Regions from separate parts of the Bicyclus anynana genome. Here region 2 is linked to region 1. A link is a contact called in public Hi-C data. All regions are on one chromosome and are shown on one strand. Each heading gives the region's core, a stretch centred on a gene start, on an enhancer-like site or on the middle of the called end of the contact. The rest is flanking DNA. Distances are from core to core; before and after follow the strand shown. Region 1 holds the start of LOC112048131 (PH and SEC7 domain-containing protein). Region 2 overlaps LOC112048131 (PH and SEC7 domain-containing protein).

What was found. Hi-C and Micro-C count contacts between places; a contact is called where the count stands out from the background.
Region 2: a contact with region 1 is called in a Hi-C map of whole larva, with 2.5 times the contacts expected there. The contact joins the enhancer-like site here to the promoter of LOC112048131 in region 1. A contact is called at or near these places in 2 of 2 Hi-C or Micro-C datasets (whole body and whole larva).

Annotation. Positions count from the first base shown.
Region 1 is chr12:5,675,726-5,682,503 of ilBicAnyn1.1, reverse strand. It overlaps LOC112048131 (PH and SEC7 domain-containing protein), which reads right to left and starts at 2,739. Exons shown (of 19, transcript XM_024085529.2): 1 at 2,423-2,739. The coding sequence starts at 2,557. LOC112048116 (CDGSH iron-sulfur domain-containing protein 2 homolog) reads left to right here and starts at 4,302. Exons shown (of 3, transcript XM_024085497.2): 1 at 4,302-4,545; 2 at 5,777-5,985. The coding sequence starts at 4,449.
Region 2 is chr12:5,720,201-5,726,376 of ilBicAnyn1.1, reverse strand. LOC112048131 (PH and SEC7 domain-containing protein) reads right to left here. Exons shown (of 19, transcript XM_024085529.2): 4 at 2,781-2,874. Among protein-coding and RNA genes, the nearest start is that of LOC112052022, 15 kb to the right of the region's middle. Within about 2 kb of position 2,861, at least 7 of the 8 cell types and tissues checked have open chromatin away from gene starts, as enhancers often do.

The sequences.
Region 1 (6,778 bases), core at 1,490-3,989:
AAAACCTTGTAAAACTAATTGTTAAATGACACACAAATTTTGATAGGACCCTGAAGGCTGATAACTTTAACTTCCACCAAGGTAATACTTATTTTAAGCTCAATATTAGATGGCTGGTATGATTCAGTCTGTCCTAATAGGATGAGATCTAGCATAAGGAATATATACTCTCATCTATTATCTATTTGGGATAAGAAATAAATTATAGAAAATATTCACATAGACTCATAGCAAATAGTTAATATGCACAGTGACACATTTCAAATAGGTTGCCTAATTAAATTGCAGCTGGTTAATTAAAATAAATTGTACACTAGCTTTTTAGCTAGTAAAGAAATGTAACTTGTCACTGTGTGTAATGTATCATTGTTTTTCTTATAACTGGTGAATAACACATGAGGGTTTATATTTATAATGCCACATTTTAGATTATTAAATGAATATACCCAGAATTTAAAACATAAGGGTTGCCTGCTTTCAGACTGCAACTGTGGGGATGCAAGATACAAACAGTTGAATAATGCCACAATTTAACTAGGTAACCTATTTGAAATGTGTCACTGTGCATATTATCTATCATTTATTTCTTATAACTGATAAATAACAGATGAGGATATATATTTATAATGCCAGATTTTAGACCAATAAATACATATCATATGCACATAATATTTATTTGTTTGTAATAGGGAAATGTATGATAAACAATGCTTAATGTTTGTTGAACAAGTGATTACAATTCTGGTTATTAGTCATACTCAGAATTATTAGGACTAGCAGAATGTAGAGATATTATTTATTTCCACAAATGACACAACATTTAACCAGTAGTACTATGACACAAATTGGATGACTTTTAGTGTACATGCAATATTATAAAAGCAATATTAATATATGTTTACAGGATAATATTACCAGTATATTGTTAATACAAAAGAGAAAGGTCACTCTATATTATTGAAAACCACTTGACTTGCATAGACAAAATTTGACAAAGAGGTAAGTAGTTTATATTTATTAAACATCTGCTAAGTAAGTAACTATTAAGTAATACACGTCAATAAATGTGATAGTAACAGGTCCCCAGCTAAAACCTCTACTATATTTTATGTACCAGTTTATATCAAAATGTTAGTAAATAAAGAAAACTTAGCAGAACCTGCCTTCTGAAAATGTACAATTTACAAACAGTCCGCGTTTGACTGTTTGTAGTGACTAGTGACTCTACCACAAGCTTTCAAGTCAGGATCTGCTAAGAAGAGCCAACAATAAACTCAGCAGTTACTCTTTAAAAATACATACTTACTATGGTTTACATTCATTACATTTTCATTAATTTCTGATTATCTGTTGAGGTTTCAAAGAGCTTGTAAACTAAGCCTACTTAAAATTAAAAAAAATTGATTTGATTTGAAACTACCCTATTGATTAATATTCACAAGCAGACACATCATGGTTTAAACAGCTGGAGTACTCTCATCTTTCATATAATACCTGCAACTGCATCTGCATAACATTGATTTCCAGTATAGGGCAGTATTAGTTGGACAGTCTCAAGGTCACTTATGGACAGAGAAATGATTTTTGAGTAAATAGAGAATCATAAGATAATCAAATATTATTGGAGACCTATAAGGTTGTGAGCCATGATAGTCTAGTGGATATGACCTCTGCCTATTGGAAGGCATAGGAACAAATCTGGTCTGTGCATTCATCTATTCAGTTATGTGCATTTAAAAAAATTCATGAGTGAGTCAATAGTGAAGGAAAACATTGTGAGGAAACCTGCATACCTGAGAGTTTTGTTAATTTTCTATGATGTGTAAAGTATACTAATCCATATTGGGCCAGTGTGGTGTTCTATTAACCTAACCCCTCTCATTCTGAGAGGACACACATGCTCAATAGTGAGCTGAGTTGTTAATGATGATTAATGATGATGTTTTTAATAAAAACCATTGATATTTTTTCCAAGATATGGTATTTATAAAAATGCAGATGATTTAGACCTTCCTCTTTTAAATTGGTTTAAAAATAACAACTGTACATTTAATTTAGTAGGCGGTTATTAAAAAACAGTAGCATAAAGATATGTATTTTTTAGCATTATGATGTACATACCTAATACATATATGTACAATTGAGTGGTAAGAATGTGTCATTGAAAATATCAGTTTGTTACCTACTGTTTAACAAAAAGTGGCAATGCAATTTTGTTCACACCCTCTCAACATGTTAACTTAGTCTGCATGGGTATACACATAGTGGGCTTTATATTATATTTTGAGCACAATAAAGACCGAAATGCAAAAAAATAAACTAAAGCTTATGTTTCATTTGAGCAGTTTATGTTTAAATACATTAAGGAATTTCGAATGTAGCTTCCAAGTGAAGCCTAAGTATATAACTTATACTATCTTACCTCGCCACTTCGAGCTGCAGGAGAATTTTCTTCGATTTCGTAAATAATATGTGGCAAACCGGCTTCGCCGAGCAAAGAAAATCCAAATCCCAAGTTGTCACAACGATTCAGGACCACTAGTCTTTCGTCAGCCATATTCAGTATACAGCAGCATTGGTTAATATCCTCAGAAGGATTTCACTACTACCACTTTATTAACTTTTAATAACTACAAACGTAATGAATATTACTCAATTAAACCGATGAAAAGATTCATAATTACAACGTACGATATCAAACGCACCCAGCAAAACGGAGACACAACTACAGATAATATTTAAATTTTAATTGGCTATGGAATAGAGTCGGAGCCCGAAGGCCACAGCCAGAGGCGGAGTCACTATTGGACTCGGAGGATTTATAGTACCTAATTTATTCGAGATTCGCAGATACTTTATTTGGAAACTTACAAAAAAAACATATTCGTATAATTTTAAATATAATAATGACCGACCGATACGCTCATGGTGAACACAAACAGGGAACATTGTACGTTTTCTTAAAAATTATATTTATAATAGGTATCTAAAAAAAATGCATGATGTTCTGAAATTATATCAATCTTATCAGAGGATACTATTGCTTGGAGATTCTGACTCACTGGTGTCTATGCTTATTTTAAGCACAATGTACACTTTGTGTGAATAAACATTTCTTTATTATTCGTTTGGGAGTAAACAATTTGGTGCCTTTCTATTTGAACAAAATTTTGTTTTGATATATAGTGAAACTAGGAAAAATCTTGGAACCAAGCTACTTTACCGGTTAAATAGGATAGAATCGGCGTGAAAAATCTCCATTGTCGCTCTTTCAAGTTTTTTTTCTTCTATGCATACTCGTAGTATTAAGTAGTGTTAAGTATCTTCATTCCTAATTTAGGCCACAGTGATTTAAAGTTTGAAGGTCAGATGTTGACACAATAACGAAGAAAGCTATAGATCAATCTCCAGGGTCCATGCTTTGCCATCTAAAAATCTTGGCACAAAGGAATTCATAGACTCTGAGTACCGGTAGACTATTTCTGGATGGTGGCCATGCCAAAATACCCTACGGGTACAGTACTCCATAGTTACCAAATGGCAAGTGCGGAGTGCCCTTTTTATTAACGATTTATTAAAAAGGGCACTTGCCACCATTAATATTCCAGTGCTAATCGAGCCATCTGGAAAGCTGCTGGGATGATGAAAATATACCTGATGAATAAATAACGCTGGTTCACCTGGGAAATGGGGTAGCGTTAACGTGGAAAGCTACTTGCATTGATACATTGACTTCGTGTCATATATGGGAAATCAAGGGAATCAAGACCGAAAAATTCTCTGAATGATTTTACCGCGGTTAGTTGCCTCAACTGATAACAGAGGATCCAAAATGAACCGTTATAGTTTCGTCATGTCCATCTGTCCGCCCATCCGTCCGCGGTTTAGCGCAGAGACTATTACTACTAGAAATCTGTAAATTGACGTGAATGTGTGTACATTGAAAATGTGAACAAAGTCTTAATACCTATAAAAACTTGAAAAATGTTTTTTGTGTAAAGGATCAGCCTAGCTGTGCAATTATAAAATGCACTATGCAGCCAGTATTTTTGCCACCATTCCACTTGGTTTGTTGAGCTATTATGATTAGTTCAGCTTATGTTTCTTGTATGTTCTTTTGAACCAGCCTCGATAGTGCCATGCTGATGATGATAATGATGACGATCACTCCATTAAAAAAAAAAACTACGAAGTCTATACTCCGCTTTAGGACCGACTGACAAATAAAATTATTATGTCAATGTCACTTCGTCAGCTGTCAACCGACAATATGTCCAACTGTCAATTGTCATTTGTCAATGTAACATGCCAGTGTCACAACTAAAACCAAAATTAATTTGTGCAGCAGGTGCTTGATTTTATTTTCAAGATTATAGATTTCAAGTTTCACGTTATTATATAGCCGTCTTGTTGTATAACTCGTGTGTTTTTAAATTTCATTGTAAAAAATGTATTTCGTGTCAAACATTGTAAAAGTTACCATCCCAAATTATTTAGCGAGCTTACCAATCCCGGATTCTTTCGGAGGCTGGTTCAGACTGGGATGTGAGTTTTCTATAGATTTTCCTTATTCACTCGATAATTACTAACACGCTTATGTATATAGTTTTGTTACACATATTTTAAAAGTTTGTTTAGCTGTTTGCTTTGCGCTTTACAGATTTATTTAAGACGTGTTTATAATAAGAAATTAAATGCTTATGTTACTTCTTATTAGTAATTAGAATTAGGTTATTGTCATTTATTAAAAATGTTTTGTATCTACTTACAAGCTTTTATCAATTGGATTAATTAGTTAAAATAAATGTTTGTTACATGTTATGTCACTTGGTTACAATACCTCTATTAAATCATAAAAAAATTACACAGAAGTATCAAGGCCATTGACATACTTTCAAGTAACCATGGTGTTACAATCTTACTGTTACTCAGTAACAATGCTGCATTTATAAATATTTGATTGCATGCTATGTTTGCAAAACTCTTATCAATTAAAACATTAAATGAGGAATATGGCTTATATTGAGAATAAGTTTTAAGTACATTTAAATTCTTTATTTTTTATAAAATTAATTACAATCTAGCTTATTCTCTTCTCAAGCAATTAAACTTAAGTAAGTGAAAATACTGCAAACTATATTAGTTCATGTTGTTTGTTTATTTAGTTTTATGCTTTTATACAGACAAAAACAAAATGTCTCTATGGTGAGTTGCAATGTTGAAACTATTGTTGATCTAGCATGTAATAAATTCAATACAAACTCTTCTCGAAAGAAAACATAATAAGCTTTTATTGATTAAATAAGTGAATTAATCAATTAGATTATTAGGTTTTTGTTCAGTTATTTCACTATTGATTAGATAAGGGCAATATCAATTTTATTGAAAATTTATATAGTATGAGGCTCAAGTTGAGAGCAACACTTTGCAACAGAATCTTGTACAGTCAATAATCTCTTGATGATGCTCAGGTTTTGGAGAGAAGGGAAAAAATACTTGATGATGCTCAGGTTTTAGAGAGAAGGGTGGAATGTGCAAAAAGGATTTTCTGTTTTACTTTTAACAGTGTAACTTGGGCTCGTCGGTTTTATGCTGATAATAGTAATTATCATAATGAACTTTCACAAGTTTTTCTTCTATTCAATAAAAAAGCTGGTGGAATATATAATTAACCTTATTATTTCTAATAGTAAAAATCTATTACAAATCACCTAAAAAATATAATGTCACTTAAAAAAGAAGATTAAGTAATTTTATTTTATTATTTAATTTTCAGTCCGCGATTGGTTAGCCCTAGTCCCTCCAACTGTGGCTATTGGTGTCATATCATATTACTCTTATATCACAATCAAGAAAGCCAACGAAGCTGGCAATGGACAGGTGAACCCTGGCATCAGAAAGGACATCAATAAAGTTGTAGACTTCATTGACATTGAGGACATCACTGAGAAGGTTTCATTGTGCAGATGTTGGAGGAGTAAAAATGTAAGTATCACATTATAGTAGGGGAGACCGGGATGCTAAATTTGCAGTTACTAAAGCGTCATTGCATTTGGTAGATTAAATCATAGGAAGAATAAAAGGTTATATACTTTTTAAGCTACAAACCTACTAATATTAAGTGCTCCTACTTGGTGGAGGTAATCAACAATGTGCAAGGTATACTCCCATATGTTCATCTGCAGCGCTCAAGTAACTGCAAAAACCCCCTCTTCGGCTCCCCTACTATTATAAAGACTACTTCAATACTATAAATATACCAGGATTATACAGACTGATAGAGACCTACAAATTATGATGATAATTAATTATATTAATTATAAATTTCCTGTTATAAAAATAACAGTCTGCCAGTTATCTAGTTTAATTTATAAGCTGTATTGTCGTAAAGTTTCATTAAAATAATTCCAGCAATATTTACAGTCAGTAGCATTATAACACAAACAGCCTCGCAAAGTTTACGACCATTTTTATTATGTTGTTATCATAAGATCTAGTTAATGCTGTGACATACATTGTTATCAGCATACTCATAGCAGATGTGTAGAATATTAATATGAATGTACTTGTATTTGTTTTAATTGCAATGGAGTTTGTTGTATGCAAAGTCATATTGAGAATGTTTTATTGCAAATATATAATATAAATTAATTTTTTAGTAAATAAACTCAGAAGTAAATTAAAAAAATAATAAATTCAATGTTGAACATAGGTTCTGATACATAATATTTGTCAGGACAACTTAATTCACTAATCAATCTGTAACAAATACAAACAC
Region 2 (6,176 bases), core at 1,612-4,111, 44 kb before region 1:
TTTAGATATAAAAAAAAACATCTACATCATTAAGCAAATTAAACCCAAATTTTCAATTTCAAGTGACCAACCACAAATTTTAATATTGATTACATAAAAAAGCAGAAAACGAAATTTACGAGAAACTATCATACTTAAAATTTATACATATTCACGTCACATTAAAATTACATTGAGTTCTGTACGTACTGCGGATGCAATATAGAAGTTTATCGTTTAAAAGTTGCACATTTAAGTCACGTACATGCAATAACAATAAGGACTATTAAATTTAATAGGATTTTCGCAATTACTTTGTTTCCTGACAGTCGATACCTATTTACTTTGTTATTTGTTACATGTTTGAAGTTTCGGCCATTATATGTATACGGGGGATTCCCTCCTAATGCGATCCGTACGTAGGGTTGTCAATCCTCTAGACTATAGTATATAATGTAGTATGTATATGAATGTATGAGTAGGTAGTGTCTCATTCCCATAATTATTAAAGATGCCCTAGAGCCATATTCCGAACAAAGACTTTGTTGACTACAAAATAAAACGAACCTAAAGTTCTTATATAATTTTGAGTTTCGGCGTGTTATTTTATTGAATGAATTATACAGGATTATAACAGAAAATAATACTATCATTGCTGGTTACGGACCAAAGAATAGTTATCGGTGAAATATTAGCCACATGAAGTTTATCACATAAAGTGTTTTTCAGATAATGGGTACCGTGACAGTCGCCTGTACGACGTTGATAATACGTACTATTATCGTGAATCGCGACAAACTTTCAATGGTAAAACCAACTGTCACCCGCACCATCCTACATGAAACGAACTGTAGTAGCCCGTGTGGAAAACAATGTGTATAAACCTTGCTCTTTATCACACTCTCTAATGCTGAAAACCACATCAAAATCCGTTTCGTTCCAAAAGATCTAGGCGTACAGACGACGGAAAGCGAATTTGTTTTGTACTATGTTAAGAACTCAGAAGTGGCAGGATAACAAGCGCAGAGCGGCACTTTGAAATACGTCATGTTTCCAGCACATTATACATATAGTAGGTACTGCTGTTAAAGGCTATTGTTTTCTACTAAAAACCACAGTAACCATTTGCATGTTCCTCCATACAAAAACAACTTAATGTGTAAACATAATAAACAAAATGCATTAGTAGTGTGACAACCCTAGCTACGCGGAAGAGGGTGAGGGTGACCGTCTGCGACACATATGGCGGCGATCGGTTATCGCCTTCGGATATCAGCTGTCAAAGTTTGGGGGGTTTGGTTGACTATTACATCCCAAATAAGGCGGCTCTAAATATAACATTCCAAGGGAATGATGAGTGTAAAAATAAATCGTACTTACAAAATTAAACGTGAACTCAACAAAAAGTGAACCTATTTATAAATTATTTAGAACGTTGAAATGTTTAAGGATCTCCCCATTAACCATTTTTATTTTAATTTTAGTTAAATAATATTTTGAAAAATTGTACTTTCTAGCAGCATCCAGACCGGATTTATAAGGGTACACAAATACGACGAAACGCTTTGAGAAAAGGTTGGTAGTGCCCTGCCATTGCCGCTGCCATGTTCGTCTTGGTATGGGCACTTCGATGCTCCCACAAATGTAATTAATAGCGAAACAAAAAAATCTATATATAAGAAAAATTGCTAACCTGGCAATGTACCGAATAGCGTATTGTAAAATATAATGAAGTGGCTCTTGGAAATCATGCGACATAGACAAAATTTCAAAAGCACTTCAAGTAGGGGTAAACTTTATATAAAATATTTTAAAATTTAGAATAAACAAACCAAATAAAGATTTACGTTAAGTGCACGTAAGTATAAAAATAACTACATTCAGTTCGGAGTTATTACGGCAAAAGTTAAAAATAAAAGTGAACTTCATTCATTACCTCTCAATGACCGACGATATCTTTATTGAGTCGGAGTATTTCTGAATGTCAGCGAGATAATTGAATGGCGTCTAAGTAGGGTGACCATAGTATTGGTAAACCAGGGAACAGTCCCGGATAACATAATCCCGGGCAATATCGAAATATGGTTATAGGTAGGTAAAATTTCGATATGTTTTTCACTGTCCACATAAGAGTACCTTAAGCACGCTGCAGACTGGACGTTAAAATTGTGTTATGTGTGGCTGACATCTGCGCTTTAACTCAGCCGATGGACGTCCACTACAGGACAAAGGCCTTTTGTAAGGATTTCCAAACATCACGATACTGAGCCACCTGCATCCAGTGAATCCCTGTGACTCGCTTGATGTCGTCAGTCCACCTGGTGGGGGTCGACCAACACTGCGCTTTCTAGTGCGGGCTCGCCCTTCCAGCACTTTATATTATTAGTATATAGAAGTATATACAGGAAGAAAATTTTTTTAGTGCGGATATTTTTATATTTTGTACATAAACAAAATTTAATGATCACGTATTTTTTCTTTTTTTTTTTAACTCAAAAATAACAAAATCATCGTTAGCTAAAGTTATTTACTTTTGAACAGAATTTTAGGGTCACTCAATTGTGCGTTTATTTTATTTTCGTTTGATACCTAAAGGACGTCACCAGATCACTTTTAAGCTGAATATATCTTGTTTAGTAATAATATGTACATTATTTTGTTATTTTAGAGACATAAATTAAAAAAAAAATACATAAAATGTATCGAACTGTTTGTAGATTTATATTCTATTAATGATACAGAACCACGAAAAAAAATATCCGCACTAAAGACCGAATCACCCTGTATTGAAGGATACTCACTTTTCGTGTTTGGTGCGTTGCGGGTGCGGCGCGCTAGAGCGGCGCTCTGTCGCGGCCGACAGATACCGCCTCACGTTCGCTTTGATCTGTGGGTCTGCAACCGACGTAATACATTAGTTACTCATCAACACCATTTTCACGGCACGGGCCACTACAGGGCAAGGCATCTGTCCTTATAAGACGCGGGATATAGAGTTTAAACCCACCCACCACGCTACTTGATTGCGGATTATTTATTTAATTAATTTTCATTTTTTTTTATTTGAACAATAGGTATTTCCAGTGTCCTTCTATTTATCGCAAAGACTGTTTTACGAGTGGGTAATACTAGCCTCAAACGGTCAATTATTCTCACGTTTCTGTAGCACCCACGACTATAATTGATCGTGTGTTGGTCACTGCGTACATGACTTGTATAGTAAGCCACGTAGGTACTACCGTTTGCTTTTCAGAAACGTGAGAATAATTGACCGTCAATGGCGACCTTACGACAATAGTCCAACGAGCGGGCTTGGGGTAACATTGTAACAATCGCTATCAGATATTAATGATAATGACCGTTTCCAACTGTTGAAAGTGCTCTCCGATGCACCGCTGTATAGAACCACCAACTTTCCCACTCCGGGCTGAGAATTTTTACTGGACTTTTTGGAAAGAAAAACTCAACATTTATTCTTACTAAGGACTCAAACCCGCAGTCTAATCACTGGATCCACGAAGCAGTTACCTTATTATATTCGTGGTAGATGGGGAGCCGAAAAGGGGATTATTTATTTACTCTAACGCGGCAGATAAACATAAGGTAGGATACACTAATTGATGACAACCAAGTATATAATGTGGTATAACAATAAAACACTCCGCCATTATGAATGGAGCATTATGGAACGTAATTGTTGATTCTAGCTAAACCCCAAGTGGCCCAGACAGCGTGCTAAATGCTCTAACGTTGGTTGCCCTTGCCGTCACACACTTCACACTGTAACAATGTTAACTCTGAAACCCTATGCAATTACACTTACGGCGCGTTATAAACTCTGGCAGCTTTATTTTATGTTAACATTTTATACTCCTATAGGTACATAGTCTATATCTATACTAATATTATGAAGAGGAAAGATTTGATTGTTTGTTTGCATTGAATAGGCTCTGAAACTATTCAACTGATTTGAACTTTTGACTAAACGTTTGAAAACGCTGTACGATATGATGGTCTATCTTTGCCATTACGCCGAGCAAATTTTGTTTACTAGCCAAGTTAAACCATGATTTTTAATATTTAAAACAAAAGTATACCTAGTTAAGTATTACCAATGGCTTTATATTGTACGTACGGTATTAATCTCTGTTTTTAACAAGATTTCAGAAAAAATGAGTTGAATCTAAAATTAATAATAAATAGACCTAGAGCAAAATAATCGGACATCCTCTAGTTCAACGTATATATATTTCGTAGCTATGACTTCACAAAATAGCAGACACTATTTTTGGTGTTTGGGTAAATAAATAAAATACGCAATTTTAACTTCACTTTATAAAGTAATCTTACTTTGTTTTATTAAAAGAGATATTTTCGGACATTTATACCTAGTAATAAAAGAATTTAAAATTGTTTGTACTTATTAATATTGAAATGAGAAGATTGGTCATATTGAAAAATTATATGTATGTAAGTATGTCTAATATAAAACCAATTAAGATATAGGTTTTATATAAAATCACATTTAACACAGTAACACGAACAATATAACATAGTTCGAAACTAAAACTTTTGTCTCTGTACATTCAAATATAGATCTAATCAGTTCGAGATTAACTCCGAACAAAACTAATTAAGACCAAGTTAATGGCGAAGATAACGCAGTTCCTGCCTGTGCCTTCAGCTAAGTTACTGTATGCATCACAGCAAACCACTTTGACGAGTTAAGTCGTAGTAGTATAGTTAAGTTTTCCTAAACCGAAGGTTGCCTGGAAGAAATCGCTACTTAGCGATAAGGCCGCCTTTTGTATGCTGATCTCTTCTTAATTTGTTTTTATTTCACTTGTTTTTGTCTTTGTGGTGTGCAAATAAAGTATATTTATCTTTATCTTTATCTTTAAATAAGATTTTGTTTTATTAATGTAACCCATAATTAAAACTTGAAGTACGAGTACGAGTAGATACATACTTGTAAACCACCATAGACGCAAAAAAGATTTTTATTTCATTTACAATTATTAATTTTTTTATTTAAATAGTAATACTCTAAGAGCTAGCGCTAAAGGTACGTAGGTACCTATATTTAAATAAGTTTTTGTTTAATTGATAAGATGAATTTAACCTACTATTTAATAAAACTTTACGTAGATATTTGTACATTGTAGTCGTAATAACGATTTTTCAGACAATGTGACAAAAAATTAAAAAAGAAGCCTACATAGATATTGTTTAATATATTATTACTACTACTACGTCAGCACTACTACAAGTCACAGCACCACAGTTGCAATGTACCACAGAACATCTTCAAATATTCGGCTATATGCAAACGATGATAATGTATTTTTTCCTGTTTGTGTAAGTGCCGTAGGCTCCTTAATGGGACCTCAGCTGTGCCCCAGCGGCATAACCGGTTTGGGCGAGCGCAGAAACATCGTCTGATGGAGTCCGAAGGCAGAAGCAGAGTAGATGGGCGGAACGACTCTCTTAAGGGCGTTTCCTTTGAGACTCGGATCTCGGCTTAGAGGGCCGTTCGGCAAGGGTGTTTTGGCCAGAGATTTTTGATGATGATGAGTCAGCCAATAAGGATCCAATAAGCTCACATGCCTGCAGTGCTAACGGTGCATGATATCGTGCCGCCCGCGACTAATACACGATCAGTTTTATCAGAAGTCAAGCCGTTAGCGCTGCAGGCATGTGATCTTGTCGGATGGTGAGCAACTAGCATACTACCCTGAGCCTTGCGTGGTGATAGTGCCAAGTACTACTTACTGTAGATAGGTAGGGTATGCACAAAAATCAATAACAATAAATGTTACTCGTATATAACAGAGTAAAAGTATTTTATATAAGTAAATCATAATCAATACCACCCAGTACAAACAACCCAGTAGTTTCACAGCCTACACGGGACGGGACATTATTATTATATATTAGTGGGTAGGGTTATTCCAGGTCGAATCCCGGGAGCTGGTTATAAATTTGCTCGCTGTATCGCCACTCTTGTTTGCCGCGGCTTATTTCGTAAACTCGACCAAACCACCGGGGATATACGAATTTTATTACAGGCAACCGCAACGCTCGTATCAAATGTCACAGTTCAACATACGTTATAGCTAATAAATAGTTTAATGGATATTAAACAGCCTCGAGCTTAGATTTGATATTTTCTCGAAACTGTTCGAATATACTAGGTA